2 separate regions of the Mus musculus genome follow, and region 1 is linked to region 2. A link is a contact called in public Hi-C data. All regions are on one chromosome and are shown on one strand. Each heading gives the region's core, a stretch centred on a gene start, on an enhancer-like site or on the middle of the called end of the contact. The rest is flanking DNA. Distances are from core to core; before and after follow the strand shown. Region 1 has its middle 58 kb from the start of Sv2b. Region 2 overlaps Sv2b (synaptic vesicle glycoprotein 2 b).

What was found. Hi-C and Micro-C count contacts between places; a contact is called where the count stands out from the background.
Region 1: a Hi-C map of cerebellum shows a contact between it and region 2, with 2.7 times the contacts expected there. The contact joins two enhancer-like sites. A contact is called at or near these places in 1 of 15 datasets of contacts at CTCF or cohesin (pro-B cells), 10 of 484 Hi-C or Micro-C datasets (the AML12 cell line, the STO cell line, cerebellum and 5 more) and 2 of 115 datasets of contacts at active chromatin or transcription factors (CD8 T cells and acute myeloid leukemia).

Annotation. Positions count from the first base shown.
Region 1 is chr7:75,365,453-75,369,294 of GRCm38.p6, forward strand. It overlaps the pseudogene Gm10161. Among named protein-coding and RNA genes, the nearest start is that of Sv2b, 58 kb to the left of the region's middle. Within about 2 kb of position 1,274, at least 27 of the 459 cell types and tissues checked have an H3K27ac peak or open chromatin away from gene starts, as enhancers often do. A contact at or near this core is called in cerebellum, where this site is marked.
Region 2 is chr7:75,203,007-75,206,905 of GRCm38.p6, forward strand. Sv2b (synaptic vesicle glycoprotein 2 b) reads right to left here. Exons shown (of 13, transcript NM_153579.4): 2 at 3,084-3,899. The coding sequence starts at 3,534. Among named protein-coding and RNA genes, the nearest start is that of 1500012K07Rik, 100 kb to the right of the region's middle. Within about 2 kb of position 2,580, at least 2 of the 459 cell types and tissues checked have an H3K27ac peak or open chromatin away from gene starts, as enhancers often do. A contact at or near this core is called in cerebellum, where this site is marked.

The sequences.
Region 1 (3,842 bases), core at 24-2,523, 160 kb after region 2:
TCCAGGCTCCAAAGCACTCATATATGCAGACCAGCCACCCAGAAGAGCGCTTCCAAGCCTTTGTCAGTGCTGGCTCTTCCATAATAGCCTCTGTGGCAAGAACCAGCAAATCAATAGCCAGAAAGAAGAATGTCAATTACTTGAGCATGGTTGTCACTAGTCACTCTCCCCTCCCCTATCACAGAGCTCTGAATGAGAACGGGAAGCTCAGAGTAATTGCACAAGAGGCCAGAACTAAACCTCAGCTGTGGGCAAGTTGTAGTTAGACTTAAATAGCAGTAGTGCCTTCCACGATTTAGAAACATGACCAAAGCAACTTGGGGAGGAAAGGGCTTATTTGACTTACACTTTCATATCACAGTTTACCATCAAAGGAAGTCAGGACAAGAATTCAAACAGGGCTGGACCCTAGAGGCAGGAACTAATGCAGAGGCCATGGAGAGGTGCTGCTTACTGGCTTGCTTCCCTAGTCTCGCTCATCCTGCTTTATGACAGAACTCAGGACCACCAGGCCAGGGATACCACCAACCATAATGAGCTGGGCTATCCCCCATCAATCACTAATTAAGAAAATGCCCACTCTCTGCCATATCTCTGCCATCATGGACATGAGTCATGTGCAGCCCATCAAGCTGGCTAGGGTAACCAAAGTACTGGGCAGGATTGGTTTGCAGGGACAGTACATGCAGGTGAGAGTGGAATTCATGGATGACACCAGCCGCTCTATCATCCGAAATGTCAAAGGCCCTGTTCAAGAGGGTGATGTGCTCACCCTATTGGAGTCAGAAAGAGAAGCTCGCAAGTTGTGTTGACCTTGCTGCTGGGTCCTGGATATCCACTACTTAGCCTACTTGGAATGACCTGCAATTGTTAAATAAAACATTTGTATTAAGTCTTGAAAAGAAAAGGGAAAAGGAAAAGCCCTTCAGGCTTGCCTAAAGCCTGATTCTAGGGAGGCATTTTCTCAAGTGATGCTCCCTCCTGTCTGATGACTCTAGCTTGTGCCATGCTGGTATAAATCTAGCTAGTTAGTACAGGGATCAAGGGGGAACATCTCTCCTGCACACAGAGTTATCTTGCAGTTTCGTTTCCATCGCACACAAAAGCAGACTTAAGCAGAATGACCCGTCCAGGAGACTGAAATGGAATGTAGCAACTGCTTCATCACCCTAAATTACACAAAGGTATTCTCGGGTTCACTGTGATCGCCTAGCATTAGAGCGATATGGCCTCCAGTGACAGCAGTGCCTGGTTCAGCAGCGCCACCGTGTGTTAGGATCATCACTGACAACCCAAACTCAAAAGCATCAAGCCTTTAGTTTGCCCTGATGGCAGTTGGGAACCTCTGTGAATCACAGAGTATCTTTCAGGGGAAAGAGCCATGGAGTTGTCACAGAAAGGGGGACAGCAAAAGTGAGAAGGGATGGTTCTCACTACCAAGGGTATCAGATCATGGAATGAGTTAAGTTAAATATTGAATGTGTATCTCAAGCTACGGAATAAACAAGACAGCCTTTTGTACCCTCCACAATATAGTGGCGTGATGGGCTCTACATCTCTGATTTCATTTACTCCTAGCAACAAAGACTATATGGTGTGTATTTACCTTCATTATGGGACCAAGCTGAAGATCAAAAGTTCAGCAACGTGCTCAAAGAAACACTGGCCCGTGACATTCTCTGTTCCAAGTAGGCATAGAACAGTAGAGAGAGCTAAGAAATTCCACAGTCAAGGCTGAGAACCTAGTAAGTGGAAACTCTAGTTTCTAGCAACTGCAGCCTAAATATCACAAAATTCCTACTCGAATCTGGGCATGGTGGTGCATGCCTTTATCCCAGGACTTGGGAGGCAGAGGCAGGCAATCATTGTGAGTTTATGAGCAGGCCAGGCTACATAGTGAGTTCGAGGATAGCCAGAGTTACATAGAGAATATGCTTCAATAATAATAATAATAATAATAATAATAAATGCTTCAAATGCCTGTTCATTTCCTCCACTAATTTCTCAGCAGGTCTGCTAAAAAGACCAAAGTATATCAATAAATACCATTATTCTTACTATTAAATGCTTTTCTAATTTCCTGAGTACAATGGCAAACTTGACTTAATTTGTCTTTGCAAATCAAGATACAACTTTATAAAACCCAGTCGTTAGATGAAGTGGCCCATCTGTCTGTGGCTAGAGCAGATGATTGTAAGGGTAGAGCTGGCAGAGAGTCAGATGCAATGGGGCATTCCTGTAATCCTAGCACTTGGGGGTTAGGAGGTAGGAAGATCAAGAATTCAAGGCCACCCCTACTACATATCAGTTCAAAGACCACTTGGGTTGTATGAAATCTTGTCTCAAAAATAGATATACTTAGTATTATATACATAACAATTTCAATATATAAAAAAATGAATTAGTACTACCATGTAGCTCAATATAAAGAAATCTACAAATATTGACACCTTCTCTTACTTTTTACACTTCGGTGTTTTGGAGGGACAGGGATGTATTGATCTGAGATTGTTTAGACATACACTAAGTAGTTCGTGGGAAGAAACTGGATGTGCCCTCAAAGAGTGCTTTCTCGGTTTTCCCCATAAGAACATTATAAACTCAGAATGAAGCCAGTGTCCACAGGTCTTGTTACAAGGAAAATCTTAGTGAAATTAGGCCTTGCTGCGTAAATGCTACCGTGCCACTAATGATGTCAGGAGTGGGAAAGGAAAGTGAGAGCAAACATCTTCTTCATGAGGAGAGGAGTGAGTTCCCCAAAGCTAATGAGAAGATAAGTTAAAGCAGCCACAGAGAAAAAAGGGGGTGCAGAGAAGTAGACATGAGTGTGTAATGGTTAACTACACACAAACAAAATACCCTGAAACTCGGTGGCCCGATACAGCAGTTACTCACGATCACTCACCTCTGCAGACTTCAGCTGGCCTAGGCTGGAGCTGGCCTGGCGGCTCTGCTCCTCTCTATAGATCTACTGGTCGACTGAGAGGACTTTGCCCCACATCTCTGGTGCTTCTTCTGAAGCCAAAATTGAATTCTTATCTCTCAAAACAGGAACACAGAGATAGTTCTCTGTAGGACTGGCAATGTTTTGATTATTTATTTGAGAAGAGAAATTAACGCTCAGAGAACTGAGGATTAGAACAGTGAACAACACTGGTATATCTTAAAGACGTTTTGTTAAGTGAAACAAGCCAGTCACGAAAAGAGTAGATGGTTCTTCCTACATGAGGTTCCTAGAAGGACGGATTCATTGAGACAGAGGAAAAAGAATGGCTTCCGAGGGCAACGGGAAGGTATGGATAATTAATGGTTAATTTTAAGTGAGATTACAGTTGATGAAAATAAAGGCATTCTGAGAATCGTGAGCGTTGTGGTCATGAGTGTATATAATACCCCTGAACCACACTCAGTGGGGAATGGTGCTTGCTGTCAAATCTGACCACCTGACTTTAAACCCCAGAATCAATTTGGTAGAAGGAGAGAAATGACTCTTGGAAAGTGTCTTCTGACCTCCCCATGTGTCAGGCTTGCTTGTGCACACACAGAATGAATGAATGAGTGAGTGAATGAATGAATTAATGAATGAGCAAACAAACAAATAGATAAACAAATAAAGCAAAAAGTTTTAATGAGCTGAAGAGATGGCTCAGTGGGTATAAGCTCTTGCCTCCCATCCTGAAATCTGAGTTCCTGGCCTGAACTCACATGGGAGGAGAGAACTGACTGCTGCAAGCTGCCCTCTGACCTCCGTAATCAAGGCTGTCTCACATGCATACACACACACACACACACACACACACACACACACACACATGTATACGCACACGTACGCATGCATATAC
Region 2 (3,899 bases), core at 1,330-3,829:
CACCTGTAAGCTTGGGTAGTAAGCCTGCCAAGTTAACTACATTAAATCTAGTACAGTTGAATTCAGTCCATCTGTACAGAAATCCTACTGAGTTGGCATCACCTTAGTCCAGGTTTTACAGGTGAGGAAATCAGAGCACAAAGCAACTGAGTAACTTTTCTGAGGCTGCCCCAATAAGAGTCAGCAGTGACCCTTCAAACCTAAGCAGCCTGGCCCTGGCATCCAGGCTGCCCCATTGTATCAGTGCAATCAAAATCCATGCACACGCTGGCAGGAGAGTGTCATGGCACAAACGAGGGAGCTGAGTTGTTTAGAAAGCATCCATACTCATGCTCTGCCTGCATCATCTCAGTCTTTCCAACATTAGTGTCATTATCCTTACTTATTCCTCAGGAAAACTGAGTTACAGGAGTTAGAACTTGCCTAAGGTCACTAACATAGTTAGTTGAGAAATTCTCATGGTCATTCTCCAGTGCTCAAGTTATTACCCAGTGTAGCATGATCCCATATGGAGAGAAGGCTGCACAGGGCATGACTTCTTTTCTGTAGCCTAAGATTAAGAAAAAAGCAGGATGGCACAGAAGAGTTACCCCAGACCTCAAAGTCAGGCAGTCCTGCCATCATGCCCTGTTAGGCACTTGCTATCTCTGTGGGCTTGGATAAAGCTCTCCAAATCTTTCTCCATGTGGCTAACCTACAAGGAGATGACTCCAAGACTCTCAGTCATCCACCCTGCTGATCAACTTAGATTCATGTTTTTTTTTTTTTTTTTTTTGACTACATAGGAAATCTTCTGGGCACCCAAGATGGGAATCTCTGCTCAGGGTCTATGTGCCCTTCTCAGTTTGAGTCATAGCATCTTGGTAACTTGGAGGGCAAAATTGTACCAGTGTGGGCTCTCTAGACCATAACCACATTTGCTCATCGCCTGCCCAGTGTTTTCCCTGGGAGAAGTAGGAGCTGTCACAATACTGCATGTCTACTATTAAGGTTGCTGGGCATGTAGTGCCAGAGACACTGATGGGCATGAAACCATCATTGACATTGCCAGAATAAACAGGGACTTGGGTTTCAGTTGGGCATAGCACAAAAACAAGTTGATAACTTAAAAATGCGTAAGTCAGTTACAGATGGATTGGTTTCAGTTAGAAATTTTGTTCTTTTCCCTTGCCTAATCAAAAACCTACCACAGGAGCTGAGGAGATGGTTTAGCAGTTAAAAGCACTGGCTGCTCTTCCAGAGGAACCAGGTTTAATTCCCAGTGGCAGCTCACAACTGTTTGTAGCTCCAGTTCCAGGAGACCTGATACTCACACAGATATACATGCAAGTATAACACCGATGCACATAAAAGTAAAAATAAATAAATGATTTAAAACCTACTATTTAACATTTAAAGTCGGGTAGTATGTATATGCATATGCAGGGACACTCATGTGTAACTAAAAATTCTATTGGCTTTTAAAAGCTGAATAACACTCCAGCTTCTCAAAGCATCTGTTTTTATATACTTAGTCTCCTTTGATTTCCTCGGTCATGCCTGATGGAGCCCTAATCATTCAAATGGCATTATAGATTAAGCATAAATGTATAAGACAAGGCTTAATGACCCAGAGATAAAGGTTTTTGTTCAGCTAGTTTGGGAGGTTTGGTTGCTGTTGTTTTGTTCATCTGGTGACAATTCTTCATATTGCTTTATATATGCATTTCTTACTTTTTTTCCTGATTTTGTGATAGTCTCACTAAATACCACAAGCTGTGTTCAAGTTCACAGTCCTCCTGCTTCCACCCAAGCTCAGTCTCAGTTTTACTGAAGCACAATCATGTCTACTGGTTTATATACTGTCTTCATATCATTTGGATTACAGAATGGGATTTGAATACCTGTGACAGGGGCCATCTGGGCTTCAAAAATGTTTGCTATCTCAGTCTTTTCATAAATGCTTGTTAACTCCTTTGCCAAAGTCAAGGTCTAGAACCACACAAGACACATTCCAATGTTTATCCCTGAAGTTATTAAATCTGTGTTTATAAAGACTTTCTTGTCTTGTGATATATATTTTTAAAGACACAAAACCTATTTTTAATCCAAGACTGTTTCACAGATACCAGCATATTATAGACCAGAAATATGTATGTACCTACTTGTTGAATCAATGAATTTGGTGCTGGGCAGCTTTTGAACTCCTGGGGACCATACTTATTCTTTATCTTGAATGATAAACTGGTTCATGGTAAGTACTCAATAGCTTCATATATCTTGGGCTCTATTTGGACACTAAATGTAGAGGGTACATATGTTTTTCAGACCATTTGGTGATCAAGACAAACCCATGGCTCTATTATGATAAATTTCTTCTATTCCACACCATTTGTGCTCATCCTCTCTATAACTTCACAAAATCCTTTCTGCCTCGAGCCCTGATGCCTGAGGCTTGGATCTGACAGTCCTGGTCTGCTAACTGACTTGCAAGCTGGTCCTCTATCCTTCAGAATACATCTGTGCTTCACACCATGGTACTTAACTGCCTACGGGGACTCTGCATGTGGGTATGCTGAAGCCCATCAGTCATCCAAGCCACATGGGCACTCAGCCACTAACTCTCAGTACAAGAGGAGCTGGGAGCAGATGCTATTGGATTCTTGGAAGACACATAAAGAAAACATGATGGACCAGACCTCTGGCTTACCCCTTCCAAAATGTATTGTTACTTGGATATGGAAGATGGTTTAATAGTCTGTCATTCGAGAAAACAAGATTTGGGAATCAAAGAAAGCTACGAATCAAAAAGACTTGGAAAAAAAACAAGCTATGATACTAGCTATGAAAGTTTGAGTTAATAAATTAATTAGTGTCCATAATATAACATCTTAATGGCAAAATGACTATAAAACTTATAACTTTGCAGGATATCCAACAGTGACAAGCTATACGTGTGTGTGTGTGTGTGTGTGTGTGTGTGTGTGTGTGCTTATATGTGTATGTGTAAATATATACATATGTAAATATATACATTTATATTCTCCTTGACTTTCATATACTTGATGTCACAAGGAAAATAACCTTTGGAAGTTCCTACTTACCAAGCATTCCTTTCTTGGAACTGGACAGACACATGTCTTTCTCTGCACTTGGCAGAGCAAAGCTCACTACAAATATTTCCACTCCATCAGCCATCAAGGCCAAACCCAAGACGAAGAAGAGGGTCCACTGGAAGCGCCCATGGCCACACTCATCAATGATGGTCTCATATTGGTGAGCCAGCTCCTCCTCATCTTCCATCCTCTCAGCCATCAAGTCTGCCTGGCCCCCAAGACCATCTGCTCTGGAGGGCGCCATCTTGGTCTGCTTAGACTTGACATCATCTGGATGAGGGATGCCTTGGTACTCGCCTTCATAGATCTCATCTTCCTCGTCATGGCCTTCTGTAACATCGCTCTGTGCATCTTCTTCCTGATTCTGCTCATTGCTACGGTAGTAGCCATCACTAGGGGCATAGCCCTCATAGTTGTCCCGATACCTGTAGTCATCCATTCCTTGGTTCTGGGATTGTCTGGTAGCCGCTCAAGCTATATCTCTTGCTCTGTGGTAAATATTTGGGCTGTTCCAATAACCATCATCTATTATATCATTGAAATGGTGAGCATGCTCATGAGACTTTTTCAATAAAATCACCTTTTCAATTTGTTTCTCAAATCAACCAAATTCATACAAAGACAACCTAAGTAGCCTTTTGTGCTGGTGTGTGTTAAACGTCTTCGGAAAGTATCAAATTCTGGTCTGTTCTCCTTATATGACCCAGAGGCTTGTGCTGGGAGTAACTAAAAATGGGTCCAGCTGCTCTCTTTGACAAGGTCGGAGCAGTGCTTGGCAGCTCACTGGCTGTGATGTTTGTCCTT